Linked DNA regions of Mus musculus: region 2 is linked to region 1. Evidence: chromatin contacts called from public HiChIP or PLAC-seq data. All regions are on one chromosome and are shown on one strand. The core of a region is the stretch at or near the end of the contact, and the rest is flanking DNA. Distances in the headings are between cores, read along the strand shown. Region 1 overlaps Rora (RAR-related orphan receptor alpha). Region 2 overlaps Rora (RAR-related orphan receptor alpha).

Evidence for each region. HiChIP or PLAC-seq counts read pairs in DNA pulled down with a chosen protein or histone mark.
Region 2: an H3K27ac HiChIP or PLAC-seq map of regulatory T cell precursor shows a contact between it and region 1, with 3 times the contacts expected there. The contact joins two enhancer-like sites. A contact is called at or near these places in 4 of 484 Hi-C or Micro-C datasets (Th1 cells, cerebellum, nephron progenitors and 1 more) and 6 of 115 datasets of contacts at active chromatin or transcription factors (CD8 T cells, Th17 cells, double positive thymocytes and 3 more).

Annotation. Positions count from the first base shown.
Region 1 is chr9:68,966,015-68,973,325 of GRCm38.p6, reverse strand. The region is part of intron 1 of Rora (RAR-related orphan receptor alpha); the gene reads right to left. Among named protein-coding and RNA genes, the nearest start is that of Gm31262, 150 kb to the right of the region's middle. Within about 2 kb of position 3,680, at least 7 of the 459 cell types and tissues checked have an H3K27ac peak or open chromatin away from gene starts, as enhancers often do. A contact at or near this core is called in Th17 cells, regulatory T cells and regulatory T cell precursor, where this site is marked.
Region 2 is chr9:69,068,833-69,076,143 of GRCm38.p6, reverse strand. The region is part of intron 1 of Rora (RAR-related orphan receptor alpha); the gene reads right to left. Among named protein-coding and RNA genes, the nearest start is that of Gm46153, 230 kb to the left of the region's middle. Within about 2 kb of position 2,678, at least 15 of the 459 cell types and tissues checked have an H3K27ac peak or open chromatin away from gene starts, as enhancers often do. A contact at or near this core is called in Th17 cells, regulatory T cells and regulatory T cell precursor, where this site is marked.

The DNA of each region.
Region 1 (7,311 bases), core at 2,431-4,930:
CAGGCTTTAGAGCCTTCTGTTTGATACTAGCGCGGGTGTACTTCTAGGTTTGGAGACCAGAACTAAACCAATAAGCTAGCTCTCTCTGCACAGCCCCGCTTCTCTGTGTTTGACCGTGTTGGGCAGAACTCCGTAGATAGTAAGCCAGTATTTCCTGGTTTTGTTTGGTCCTGTGAAGTGCTCCAAGAGAAACTGGGCAAAGACCCTGTGCAGAGGTTTCTCTAGCCTATGGTTTTCAGAGAGCTAATAGGCAGCTGGAGCGGGATTAGAGGTAAGATATGCCCTTGCTAGGTTTCCACTAAGATCCAACAAACTTTCCCTGAGGAATTGGCCTTCAGGAATCAGTAAATTAACATTGGACTCAGGCAGGGGACAAATATTCCCTAGAGAAACAAAGACCAGTATGTCATCTCTGGGCAAGCAACAATTTTTTACCTTATGCCACATTCACACCCATCTACTCACACACACACACACACACACACACACACACACACACACACACACATACACACATGAACAGAGACAGACAGAGAGACAAAGACAGACAGAGACAGACAGAGATAGACAGAGACAGAGAAAGGGGGAGGGAGAGAGAGACACACAGAAAGAGGTAAGGGACTTAACTCCCTGGACCCATCAAAAGTAGACTGTCAAGATCACCCAACTCACACGACCCGTCTAGACATGGGCCTTCACTGTTCTTATCTTATTGATGCACACATGTAGGTGGAAAAATGACCACTACATTTATGAGGAGGAAAGAGGGGAAATCCAGGGAAGTAAGTAGGTGAAAAGTCAGTAGTAAAAGGTAAGCAAGCCAGACAGGGAGTTTCCTGAGCAGCTTAAGCCCGCAGTCCTCAGCTGCTCGGCTTCTAAGGTTCTGCCTTCAAGTTAGGCTGACTCACCTGAGTCTGAGCACTGACAACAACTACCTCTGAGCATGGCTCATCAACAGAGAGCCTCTGCAGAGCACGGCTCAGTCTCCTACCCACACTTCAGACTAAACACACGGTCAAGTAAGCCCAGATTAAACAGGGCTTTATCGGCATAGAGTTTGGGTAATCTCTCAGTCAACAAAATCTGGGGAATGTGTGTGCAGAATATCCATTTTACAAATGTCAGGCCACAAAGTCAAACTCTTCTTGAGAGGTTGTTAAGGACTCCCTAATCCAGCTAATATAGGAGGCTGACAGCAGCTCAGTCAGACTGGCTTCCAACCTGGAACCTGCTTTTCCCTACACAAAGACCAGCGAAGGATAGGCTCTGGAATATCACTGTAGTCATTTCCCCAATGAACAACGCAGGCGTTGGTGTGAATGAAAAGCACCTTGTCTAGATGGCTCTCATTACTAATGAGGGTCCTGAAGAGCACACATCCTCACAGCCACAGTACAACGAACTTTATGTGTCATATTTTAACTTTGGGTACAAGCTACAAAGTTCAAGTTTAAAAAGGCCATTTCTAATTAGACAAGTAGAATGTTTTAAAGTGGGGTGATATTGTTATACCATCAAGGGGAGATAAAGTATTACAGTGTCTACTGTGGGTGTGAGGAGACTTCTCAGTAGATGCAGAAGAGTTCTTGTTGCACAAGCATAAGGACATGGGTTTGAATCCCAGTCCCCACACAGAAAACCAGTCATGGGCGTGCGTGCACACACACACACACATACACCTATAATCCCAGTGCTGCAGATGATGAAGACAAAAGGATGAAGACAAAAGGATGGCTGAGGCTCATAGGACTCCCTCCAGTCTAGCTTCAGATGCAGCCAGGGAACCCTGTCTCAAGGAATAAGGCAGAGAGTGATAGACCAGGAATGATAGACATCTCATCTGGCTTCTGCACAGGTGCACATAGGAACATACAACTGCACATAGGTGTTCATAACACACACACACATACACACACACACACACACACACACACACACACACACACACACACACATCTGCTAACAAGTCTATGAAGACCAGCCACAAAATGGTTAACACAGGCAGATAAGGAAAAGGAGGAGTCTATAAGACACATGATTGTCACAAGCATCAGCGAATGACACCTTCTAGATTTATGTTGAAGCCACATGGCTGGCTATTTTAATACTGCTGTCAGAATGGCCCAGTGTGCTGCTAACTGAGGCTTAATCTGCGTGAGTCAGATGGAGTCACTGACTACAGACGTATGATATGACCCCCAACACTCCACACAGGAAACATGTACACTTCCACACAGGTTTTCTCCTTTTTTAGTAGATATTGATAGAAATAAACATGTAAAGGATATGGCCATGGTATCTGCTACATGGTAAAATTATTCCTGTCTTCTTCCCTTAGGTCAGAAAAACCTCATGTATCCATGTATGCCCACTGCATGTTTGACACAAAAACCACGCCTAAGTGGGATACACATACAAAACACTGCTTCATGCTTTTTATTCCACAGTGAACACTGATTTTCTTGTCTTACTGGGAAACTTAAAAAAAGATTTTTTGATTCATGATATTCTTCATGATTCAGTTGTTTTTCTTGTTTGTTTGTCTGTCTGTTTTTACAACCTACACATCCTAAAGAAACATTTATTTTATTTATTAAAATACTGTTTATATCCCCCAATTTAATAGGTTTTTGAAAAATGACATATTTAAACTAAAGGAAATTCCTCTTCCAATTTATTGTTAAATAGTCACAAGTACCTTCTAGTGAGACACATGTGACTGGTGGGTACCACACAACTTTTTAGACCTTGCCATCACATTGGAAACCCACACCCTCAATTCCTATTCCATACTGATTTTCTTGATGTCACACTTGACATTATAGTGATTGCCCAAAACCCCAGTTTTGCACTGTTGTGACATCATTAAATGTAGAGGACTCCAGTAGTGGAACTGTGAGCTCCTTGAACAAGGCGTTCACATGAGTCTGACAGATGTCACAAATCACTGTTTTCCTCCACTGTTTAAATATTTCCTGGCACCCCTCTGAGTATGCAGTAAGACACAGGGGCTCATTGCCTGGGAACCAGGAGACTAATCAACAAGAATGAGTCAGACTCTCCTATGCCACTGTTTGAGAAATATGAATGAGACTACCCCAGACGTAACCCTGAATCACAGCAACTTTCGGGCACGCCATTTGAACTCATTCTTTCCATAATTTTTCGTTTATAATATGCCTTAAATATTTTTATTTTTTTTAAGTGTGTGTGAGAGTTTTGAATGCCTGTTGTGCACCTGCATGCGCTCATGAAGCGTGGATGTCAGAGCCTGACACTTAGCATCGCCCTTAGTAGATCTCCATCTTATTTTTCGAGACCAGGTCTCTCACGTGGAGCTTGTTGATTTGGCTAGGCTGGATGGCCAGTGAGCTTCAGTGATCCCCTGGAGCTGAGGTTTTACACACATACGCACACACACACATACACACACACACACACACACACACTGTTACTCCCAGGTTTTTCTATGGGTGCTGGGGATCATTAAAACTTAAGTCTTTATGCTTGCATAGTAAGCACTTGACCCATTGATTTATCAACACAAAGCACTATAAATATCACACACACACACACACACACACACACACACACACACACACACACACACACTCCAGTCATCTTAACAGTGTCATATAGTCAGATAAGGTCAGACTTTTGGAGATTCTGACAAGTCCTTGCTCACGTCAGTTTTAAGATTAGCAAAGGTCACCTCAGCATAGCTGTATGCTTATCAGGTGGTTCTGTGCTGTGCTCAGCTTCTTGTACTCTTATTTCAGACACGGAAGGGAATCTCCTTTACACGTGGGGATAGTACAACACCCGAGCCTCCGACCCTAAGTCTGCTGTTCTGAACTTAGCTGCAGGCAGAGAGAAGCGCCAGGCTTCTCTGTCCTTTACTAAGAACAGGCTTCACCTTTTCTCACTAAAACTCCATCCTGGGTCATTTTCTAGGTATCATACGGTGAAAAGAAAGTGTTAGCCTTGTTCTAGAAGAGGAACTGGGGCAGGGCTGCTTTTCTCACTGCTCTGACAAAATATCTGGCAAGAGGAACCTAAAAAAGGAAGGGTCTGTTTGACTCCAAGTTCAAAGGTACAGTCCACCATGGTGGGGAATGCAGGACAGCAGCTGCAGCTGGTCACACCACAGCCGCAGTCAGTGAACACAGAGGAATACTAGGGCTCGGCTCACTTTGTCCTTATTCAGTGTCGGATAGATAAGCCCTTAGAATGGCACTGCCCCACCCACCTCAGTTAACCTCATCTAGAAACTCCCTCATAGAAATGTCTAGAAGCTTGTTTCCATGGTGATGCTAGATCCTGCCATGCTGGTGGTCAGTAGTAATTATGACAGAGAGAGAAAGAGAAAGGAAAGTTATGTTAGTTAACACTTAATGATTACCTGAGAAGAAAGGGGCTTGACTTAAAGTCTCTGTCATTTCTGTGTCCCAAGTATGCAAATATTCCCACCATGGATGGGTGATGTCAATGAATTTGGGGTTAAGAAGTGGCTATCACCTCCGAACAGAAGATTTCATATTTTCTCTTCCTCTCCTTTATCTTCCTCCTCCTCTTTCTTCTCTCCCCCTCTCTCATTTTTTTTAACTCCTCTGGTTTTTTTTTTTTCCACATAGGATTTCATGCAGTGCACGCTGGCCTTGAACTTGCTGTTTATCTGAGACAGACCTTGAACTTCTGATCCTCCTGCTTCGACCTCCCAAGTGCTGGAATCACAGGTAAGACATGAGTCACCCACCACACCTGGCTTATGCAGTCCTGACAAGTAAATCCAGGGATTCACGCATGGGAGGCAAGCACTTTACCACAGGATCCACATTCCCTAACCCCTTTCCTTTGCTTCTACGGCAGCCTGTGGAAGGCTTTGACTCAGGGCACATGTGTGCTTCAACTCTTGGCTCAAGTTTCATATATATCCTAATTGAAAAAAATTAATCTAAAAAAATAAGGTTGGAGATGTGTGTGTGTGTGAGAGAGAGAGAGAGAGAGAGAGAGAGAGAGAGAGAGAATGAATGGACCTTGGAGAGAAAGCGCAATGAGCCTAAGCAGTGCTGGAGTGGATGTCTTCCTCTGTGTGGAGGGGATACTGTCTCAATCTTTCTTCCTCAATTTATCCAGTGGAGGGAGCATTTCAGTAAAATCAAGTTCACAAACATTCAGCAGGCATCTATCCAAGGCCTCATGTTTATTTTACTTGTTCTGAAGGGTCCAAAGAGAAAACAAGGCTGACTCTGACCTCAAGGGGGGCAATGTACCCAGAAACAGGAGACTGATTGTCCAGAGTTATTCTCCCCAACTCCTTTTCCAAGAGGCAAATGCCGAATTCATCAGACCATCCCCATGCAAAGGCACAGAGGAGGGCATACATTATTTGGAATAAACAGAAACACAATGGTTATTACAAGGGTGGTTACCCTCCCAGGGACCATGAGTTTAGAATTATGCAAAATAGGAGAAGATCGATCCTTAAAAGTTCTCAGTGTAAAAGACACTTAAATGAGGTGGCAATGAGAAATACAATATCTCCTAATGAGTTAAAATGTCCTGTGCAAAGCCCTGTTGGAAAAATGTCCTGCTGTCCCACTGGCTTGGCCAGCGTGTGGGAGTTTATTCTGAGTGTGTATACAGTTATCTATGAAGTAGTTTATTTGCCTAAACACAATGCAAGTTCACTAATAATTGTACTGAGCCCTTGCCTGTTTTTGACCCTGGGTATGAGTGAAGGGCCACACTTGTGTTTTACATGAGGAATCAGCCAGGTAGTCACAGAGCCCCAATGCCTTCTTTAAAGGACAGACATGATGAATCTGCAGTAATGTGATGTAACAAGCCAAAGGCTAAATCATGTATACCCTTATCCTTCCCAGGTATATACTGGATTTTGGTAGAAGTCTTTCCCTTCTAAGTTTCATCCTGGTGATACAGGGAACTTCCCCCCAACACTGGTCCCTAGTTTGTACCGCTAGGTGGATGCTAAGTACCTCGATTTTGAGGGGGGAAATGCTGGGGCTGAAGAAATGGCTCAGTGGTTTAAAGCACTTGCTACTCTTGCAGAGGACCTGAGTTTGATTCCCAGCATCCACATGGTGGCTCACAACCACCTGCAACTACCAATTCCAGGGGACCCAATGCCTCTCTCACACACACATAATTAAGAAAAGCAAAAATACGTCTTATAAAGAAATACAATTCTTAAGACGCACCAGACAGCTCATTAGATCAGCTTTCTCCGATACATATGTGTTGTTTCCGATTTTTTTTTAATGTTTTCCAAGCAGGGACCACTGAGCTTTCTTTCAAGTGCCAAGAACTATGACAGCTGCTCTATAAAGGTATCCAACAGTTAATTAAGACACGCGTGTCATCGCTGCACTCCTTTGTGTTTCGTGGGAAGCGGCTGCTAAACAGATGAAAGTGGGTCTGGGGCGAGGGGGAGCGTAACTATTATTTCAATTAATAAATAGCTCTAAAAGAGAAGGAAGCCACGGAGGCCGCCGTGCGCCTGGATCTGCCCCGGTTCTGTCAGGAAAATTAAACAGAGCACGGGTGATGGCTGGCTCTCGCTTCTGCTGAAGAGGCCCAGGCAAGTTGGGTCACCTGTGCTGAGCAAGTTTGCGGCTGCCTGGTTCTTGGGGCACCCCCTAGTGACATCTTGGTATAACCTCCCACACCCATTTCCGGCTACTGGGGGAAAAGGTATAAAATTTCCCTTTTTCTTCCAACCCACAGTCTCCCTTCTATTTCCTGCACCCCCTTCCACTAAAGAAACCGTAACATGAATTTCCAGACAAATATCAGGGAAGCACTTATAAATATTTCAGAGGTGTTTCATAAATAAATAAGCAAATCTACAAAAAGACTTCTTTTAATGAGATCTTGGCTGTGGTTTCTGCCTTTTATTTGAGCATCATTAAAATCAGTTGGGGAGGTTTTTTTTTTTTTTTCCTTACTGGACTCTTTTGGGGGGGCTTCATAACATATGAACATGCTTGCTATGTGTCTCTGAAACTTGTAGCCCTTTACTTTTTGACAGATTAGGCCGTGGCAGCACAAGGGAATAGCTTTTACTCTTTTTAAAGTAAATACTAATCAATAGCAACGGACAAAACCCTTCTCGCTGTCTAATTGCACCGTAGCTGCTCATAGACCCAGCAGAATTTTCCCCTGGATAGAACAAAATTAACTACCAGGGACTGGTCTGGTGAATTATCACCGACTCTCTATTCAGATGTAATTAACACAAAGCGCCAACAACCAAATGCATGTTCGCGGATCTTTTTTGAAGGTGTGACT
Region 2 (7,311 bases), core at 1,429-3,928, 100 kb before region 1:
TCTCTCTCTCTCTCTCTCTCTCTCTCTCACACACACACACACACACACACACACACACACGTACATATACATGCATATGTTTATTGCATGCATAGGACAACTAGATCAACTTATCCAGGCTGTGGAGATAAGTCAGTTGGTAAGTGGCTGCCATACAAGAATAAGGACTTGTATACTATCTCCAGCACACACGTGAGTTTGTAACTTCAGGGCTGAGGAGATGGGCACTGGCCAGCCAGCTTAGCAAAACTGGTGATTGTTAGGGCAGTGAGAGACCTTGTCTCAAAAACACAAAACACCAAACAAACAAAAACACCCAAACCAGACTGGCTCCTGAGAAAAGATATCTGAAGTTGATCTCTGACCTCTATATACTTGTACAGATAAGTGCCCTTCCCCATACACATACACATGTAACCACAGGTGCACACACACACACACACACACACACACACACACACACACACTTGCACACACACAGAGTGATTCTAAACATACATCGAATATTTTGCTACTAAAGAACACTGAAATAATTAATTTAAAACTCAAAGCCTGATCAAGATGGGTCTCAAAGATGCAGTTCTAAAACTTGTAAGAGCCCTTGTCACCCAGCTTCAAACCTACAAACGCATGGGTTCATCCTTCCCTTTTTCTTTTCTCTCTCTCTCTCTCTCTCTCTCTCTCTCTCTCTCTCTCTCTCCTTCCTTCCTTCTTTCTCTTTCTTCTTTCTTTCTTTCTTTCTTTCTTTCTTTCTTTCTTTCCTTCCTTCCTTCCTTCCTTCCTTCCTTTTTTCTTTCTTTTTTTAATGAGACAGGGTCTCATCAGGTAGTTGTGGTTGGCCTAGAACTTGCTAGTCATAACCATAGAGCTCTACCTTCCTCTGCTTCCTGAGTACTAGGACCGAATGCCTGTGAAACCGTATCTCTTCTAAGCAGGAGCCAGGCTGATCCACAACATATGTGGGAGGAGGGACCCCACAGGCTGGGGCTCTGCTGCAGCAAGGAAGACATGGCATCAAGCCTTGGCAGTCCCAAAGAGCAACCCCCACCCTAACAGGAAGCATGGCCAATGGAGGGACAAAGGCTCAGTAGCTAGAGCCGTCCAGGCTGGAGAACCACTTCCTGGCTATGAAATACTGGGTAAGGAGTAAGCTACTTCCCCTCTCTGAGCCCTTCTTTTCTTCTACAAAGCAAGGATCTATCTGTCTAGGGTGGAATATACCTGCCTTGCAGGGTTATCCTAAACATAAGATAATGTATATAATGGATCAACAAACATGCCTACTTATTGGTCAATAGAAAGACTTCCTCTTGTTGTTTCTTTAAAGACCTGAAGACAACAGGGTCTTGATGTGTGGTGGTGTATTTATGCTCAAACAGAGACCCTGCGTCATCTCTAGAGTTGACATATAGCTGTGTTCTCAAGGAGAAGAGAATGGCCTTCCCCCAACAAGACTCTTCACCATGCCCATTGGATTGCAGCTTCTTCTTACCTCTGTGCCCTGGTTCCATCTCAGAAGCACATTCAAATCTTTCCACATCCTTGAGATCTCCTCTCAGTTCATTCTCTCTGCATATTACATTGGAGAAACTAATTTTATTTCCAGACAAGGTGTCCTGTAGCACAGGCTGGTTTGAAACTTCCTACTTAGCTGAGAATGGCCTTGAACTTCTGATCTTCCTGCCTCTACACTCAGAGTAACCGTATTAGAGGTGTGCATTCTGGTTTATGCAGTAGTGGGACGAGAATCCAGAGCTTCACGAGTCAAGTCCCTGCTCTTGATATTCTAAAGTGTGTGTTTACTATGAGCCAGAGATTTCCTGAACATCTATTAGCCAGGATGCTGCTGGGAACCAACAGTCCTTCCCTCACAAAGTCAACAAACCAATAAGAATTTAGCATGGGGGAAGAGAGATTCCTGGAGTTTTCTCCAAAATGTCTTATAAGCAGTCCCATCTTGCTGGCCAGTCTTAAATACTGTCCTTAAAAAGACCTGGGTTCTACGATGTTCTAAGCCTTAGAGTGTAAGGTAAGGGGTGGTGGTTCAGATCCTGTGTGTCCCTGTAGGTTGCTTCATAGGCATTAAAAACAGTTCTCCTTCTGACCCACTAAAGTGGATTACTTGTGTGTGGGGTGTGTGGGTACATTCCTGTGTGTAGGTACATGTATGTATTTGCACATACATACCTGTGTATATGGAGGTCAGAGGTTAACATCAACTGTCATTCCTCAGACCCTGTCCACCTTATGTTTGTGGCAGTGTCTCTCATTGGCTTGGAGCTCTCACCAAGGAAGCCAGCCTGGTTGGTTAGAGATACCGGGTGATCCACCTTCTCCACCATTCCAGCTCCCCCCTCCCGTGCAACCATGCTTGGCATTTTAAGGCAGTCTGTGGGGATCAAACTCAGTTCCCCACACTTGCAAGGCAAGCACTTTACTGACCAAACCATCTCCCTAACCTTGGATTACTTATTTATATAATTTGTTTACCCTAAGCATTGACCACAAAGCTCTGGGGGAGACAGGCCAGCTGCTAAGGGAAGATCAGATGCCCAGAAGGTCCCCCCCCCCACCCCCGCCGCTAAGACACAAAGCGTCTCACCGTGATTCACACTCAGACTGAGAGATAGCTGTCATTTCGTTTCCTTGTCTCATTTCCTCTGCAGTCTGATATTCTCTGAAATCAGCCCCCCACCCCCACCTCCGTGCAGGGAGATTGTGAGAGCAAAGAGGTAGATAAGGAGGGAGGGGCAGAGGAGGAGACAGACATTTCAGTCTAGAACTGATCGACCCATGTGAAAGCCACTCTTTGAGTCTCACCCTCTCTCTTTATCACTGAGGTCCTTTTCAAAAATCTGCTAGGGTTGGATGAGAGATATTTGATGCTGCCAGGAGGCAGTGATCCTGGGACATCCTCAGGGATGTCAATGTCTTAGAGAGCAGGATCACCTTGTTCAGAGGCCTCTCTTATTTTTATTTATTTTAAAATGCTTATTGCATGTGTGCATGTATGTATGTATGTATGTATGTATGTATGCATGTGGAGGCCAGAGGCCAAACTCAGGGATTTGTCCTCCAGGATGCTGGCTATTTAAAAGCTAGATACTGTGTTTGACACTTTTGGGGGAGGGGTGGGGTGTGTCACAGTACACACGTGGTGGTCAGAAGACAACTCCGGCGAAGCCAGTTCTCTTCATTTCCCTTTCCATGAGTTCTAGGACCAGAACTCAGGTTGCCAGGCTTGGGTGGCAAGCACGTTTACCCAGTAGGCCTTCTCACCAGCCCCACCTTGGTATTTTCTTACTGGCCTGGAATTCAACAAGCAGGCTAGATTGACTGGCCAGCCAGTAAAACTCAGGGGAACTGCCTGTCTCTGCCTCCCCAGTGCTGGGATTACATGTGTGTGCCTCCACGCCTGACTTTTTAAAAGTGGGTTCTGGGGAACAAACTGAGGAGGTCGTAATGATACTTTACTAACTGAGCCATGCCGTCTGCCCTTTTTCCTCTGGGAGAGTCACCACTTACCGGATAACACACACACAACACATATTTGTTAATTCCACAAAGGGAGAGAGAAGAGAGTTGCACTGAGTTAAACCAGCTCTGACACCTCTCTGGCCCCAGCCTGGGATTAGCTGTGAAGTTCAGATGGCAGTGCCAGGAGAACCAACTTAAAACAAAATCTCTCTTTGGTAACACTGCCTCTGACTCAAGTCTGATGGAAAGTTATCAACTTTGGAAACCCTCAAGGAAGAGGCAAAAACATCACATCAGCTCTTGTTTCTTTTGATGTTCAAAAGAGAACTACCTTAAACACCAGGATGGAGACGGGGGAGGAAGGATGCCAGGCTCACCGGGCACAGTCACGTATGTAAGGCAGCTTCCCCAGGTGACCTCAGTGAGAGAGCAGCATTCTCTGCATCTGGGTTTCCTTTGCTGTAAAAAGTCAACGGCACCTTCTACTCTATCCCCCACAAACCTCTCAAACTCCTATTCATCTCCCAAGACCCATTTTGATGCTCTCTCCCTGTGAGGTTCCCTCACCCTTCACTTCTCTCTCCCGCCTAGCATCCACTGTGTTGGGGCAGTTAACTCTCGCTGATTTACTGCCTCCAGCTACTCTGAAGGGCAGATGTCTACATATTCTTCACTTTTATGGTGCTTGGTATCTAGTACTTGAGGGCTGAGGGCTTATAAAAATGATCTGAGAAACATGGTGGGAAGGGGCTTTAAAACTAGGGCCATCAACATATAATGTGGTTATTATGAAGGGCAGACTTCACAGTAGGGTGGCAGCCTATTGACTGCCCAGAGAAATATGCTTCCAGGATGACAGGAATAGACCCCGTTAACGCGTTTAATCCATTACCACTGGCTAAAATGAGCTAAGCACCTGCAGACTCAGAGGGGAAGGAACCAGTAGAGATTCAGCAAGGCCGCCTCTCCTCCTGTCACTGTGTCCCAACTGCTTGATCCAGGATTTCGAACCCTCCCTGCCCACAGGCTCTGAGGTAAGGCGATTATATAAGGGATGAATGCAGCCCTCGCTTGTTTTAATAAAAGAAACAGCCCATTTAAAGGAACACGGACCTCAGTGGCTTGGAGATCTCTGACTGAATGTGATCCAGAGGCCATGCAATACAAAACAGCTGTCTAGAGAATAGCTGGTTTTTCCTCTTTAAAACACTCTGGAAAATTTGCTCTGTCCCTGTGCCAAGATGAAAAAATGAAAACCAGAAGGGCTGCTCGGAACGTCTCTTCATTTTACAGACTACTTTAATGCATAATGCCATAAAGACAGAAGCTCTGCTACTAGAAGGCCCTGAGCGCTCCGTGGAGAGGCCGGCCACCATGTGGGATTTGCAAGCAGACCCCGGGGGTGGGATGGGGGGGGGGGAGGACTCTCCATCTGAGATAGATTTCAGAGCCGCCTGCAGGGGCCTTAGGTTATAGGAGTTTCCTAAGAAAATATCAGCAAACTGGCCTGCTTTGGAAAACTTTCCCACTGTACAGCATAATGCTAATTGATCATGTCTGATGATGAAGAGGCTAATAAAGGTGGTGCTGGTGTTGAGAGTGATGATGGTGGTGGTGATTATGGGAGTGATGATGTTGGTAACTGTAGTGATAGTGCTGACTGTGAGTGTGGTCCTTGTGGTGCTGATGGTGGTGATGATGGCAATGGTAGTGGTGGTATAAAACACAGTTCTCATACTGCTACAATGACTAGATAAGCAATTCATGACTGATGCTATACATGTGGAAGATGAAGGCTGATGGGGCAGGCTGGCTTTGGGTTTAATACCTGGCCATGGATGTAACCAGAGAGGGGCTTTAGGGTGGTGGCAGTGGGCTCCAGAGGACAGGGAGGGGCAAAACTATAAGGACGGAGGTCGGGAGAGGGCACAAGTGCTGGGATCCCATGGATCCCACTCTGTTCCTGCACCCTACAAAGGACAGATCACATGACCAAGGGCCATCATGGGATGATGTAAGGACCAAGTGATAGGGCGGAGCACGTTGCATTGTAGATACTACAAGAATGGTGGTTACAACACTTCATGATTATTTCAAGCTTTACAGAGGGTCACCTACCCTGAGAAGGATTAAATCCATTTAGTCCTCATGATTTTGCCTGCATGGGGATTCTCTCAAAATAGTTCATGAGGCCCTCTTCTTTTCCCTCTGCAGGGACTTAACAAATGGCAATCAACTGAAGCAGCTGGCTTCACACTCAGGAGATCCCAAGCCTGGGGAGGCATAAGGTGTGTGTGTGTGTGTGTGTGTGTGTGTGTGTGTGTGTGTGTGTACTTCTGTGTATGTAGGAAGTGTGTGTGTGTGTGTGTGTGTGTGTGTGTGTGCTTGTGGTGGAGCATGTGTGTACAAAGTCAGGTGATGTGTGTCTGCATGTTTGTGTTGTGTTGTATGTGTGTGTGTGTGTGTGTGTGTGTGTGCGCATGCGCGCGCGTGTGCACTTTCATGTAAGTCATGAATCTGGTGGCTATTTCTTTTGCTCTTTACTTTTAAAACACCACTCCCTTGCTGTTGACAAACCACCTTTGTCTTTTTTTTTTCTTTTTAGATATTTCTGTGTCTACAGAGATGAAAATCTTTGCTCTGATTCAATGAGGCAGGAAATCAATGAAGGTTTTCATTTTCTGCTCAGCCCCCAAAGACAAGAGGCTGACAGAAGCCTAAGGAAAGGTGTGGAGAGATGCCTGTGAGCTTCTTTCTGAGTTCTGTTTTCTACAAAAACTACAACAGGAGTAGGTTTTACCTGCTCCATCGTCCTGTGTAAAACCCAAACGTTCTCCCCTTGTTTTATGAAAACTTTTTTAAAAGCCATGCTGTTCTGATTAATATGGACAACTTCAACAAAAGAAAGACACCTTAATCTTTTAAAGACAGCCCCTACCAAACCTAACAGTTTGGGTTTTAAATGGCTACATTGAAATATTTCTTTCTCTATTCATTTCCAAACGGAGGCCATAAATCACCCATACAAACACAATGGCCTGTGCCTGTGGCAATTTATCATTTGGATAATGTCACCTGGTCAGGTGTGCATTAATTTATGCCTCAAATTAGGACTGCAGTTGGCTGGAATCTTCCCTTTTCTCTGCACGCCAGAGCAGCAGCTCCTCAGGACCCAGAATGCGCACCCAGGGCAGGAAGACATCACACCATTCTTTACTCTCCTAGAATCTGAGGAAAGGGCTGGAAAAAGCCAGGGCCTGCCAGCCAAGTGCTGGTCAGGGTTGCAACCTATGATGGAATGCTTGCTGTGGTCAAACCCAAGAGGAAACACGCAAAGCCTCCTCCTGTCTCTATGCATGCGTGTTTGGGGTACACATGCATGCTCACGTGTGCATGGAGACCAGAGAATGACCTCAGGTGTCGATCCTGAGGTACTGCCTACCTTGATCTCTTTTAAAGAAGGAATTATATTTATTTTTATACATGCTAATGTTTTGCCTACAGAATGCCTGTGCACCATACATATGCCTAGCACCAACAAACTCCTGAAAGGGATGTTGGATCTCCTGGAACTACAGTTAGGGATGGTGGTGAGCTTGAACCTGGGTCCTCTGGAAGAGCATCAGGGGCTCTTAACCACAGAGCTGCCTCTCCAGCCCCCATCTTGCTTTTTGAAGCAGTGACTCGCATTGGTCTGGAATTCAGCAAGTAGGTTAGGCTGTTCAGTCAGTAACTCCTCCCCTCGGGGATCCCCTGTGTCTCCACTTCCCTAGAATTGGTCTTACAACCTCCTGACAGTACACCCAGCCGTTCTGTGGGCTCTGAGAATCAGAC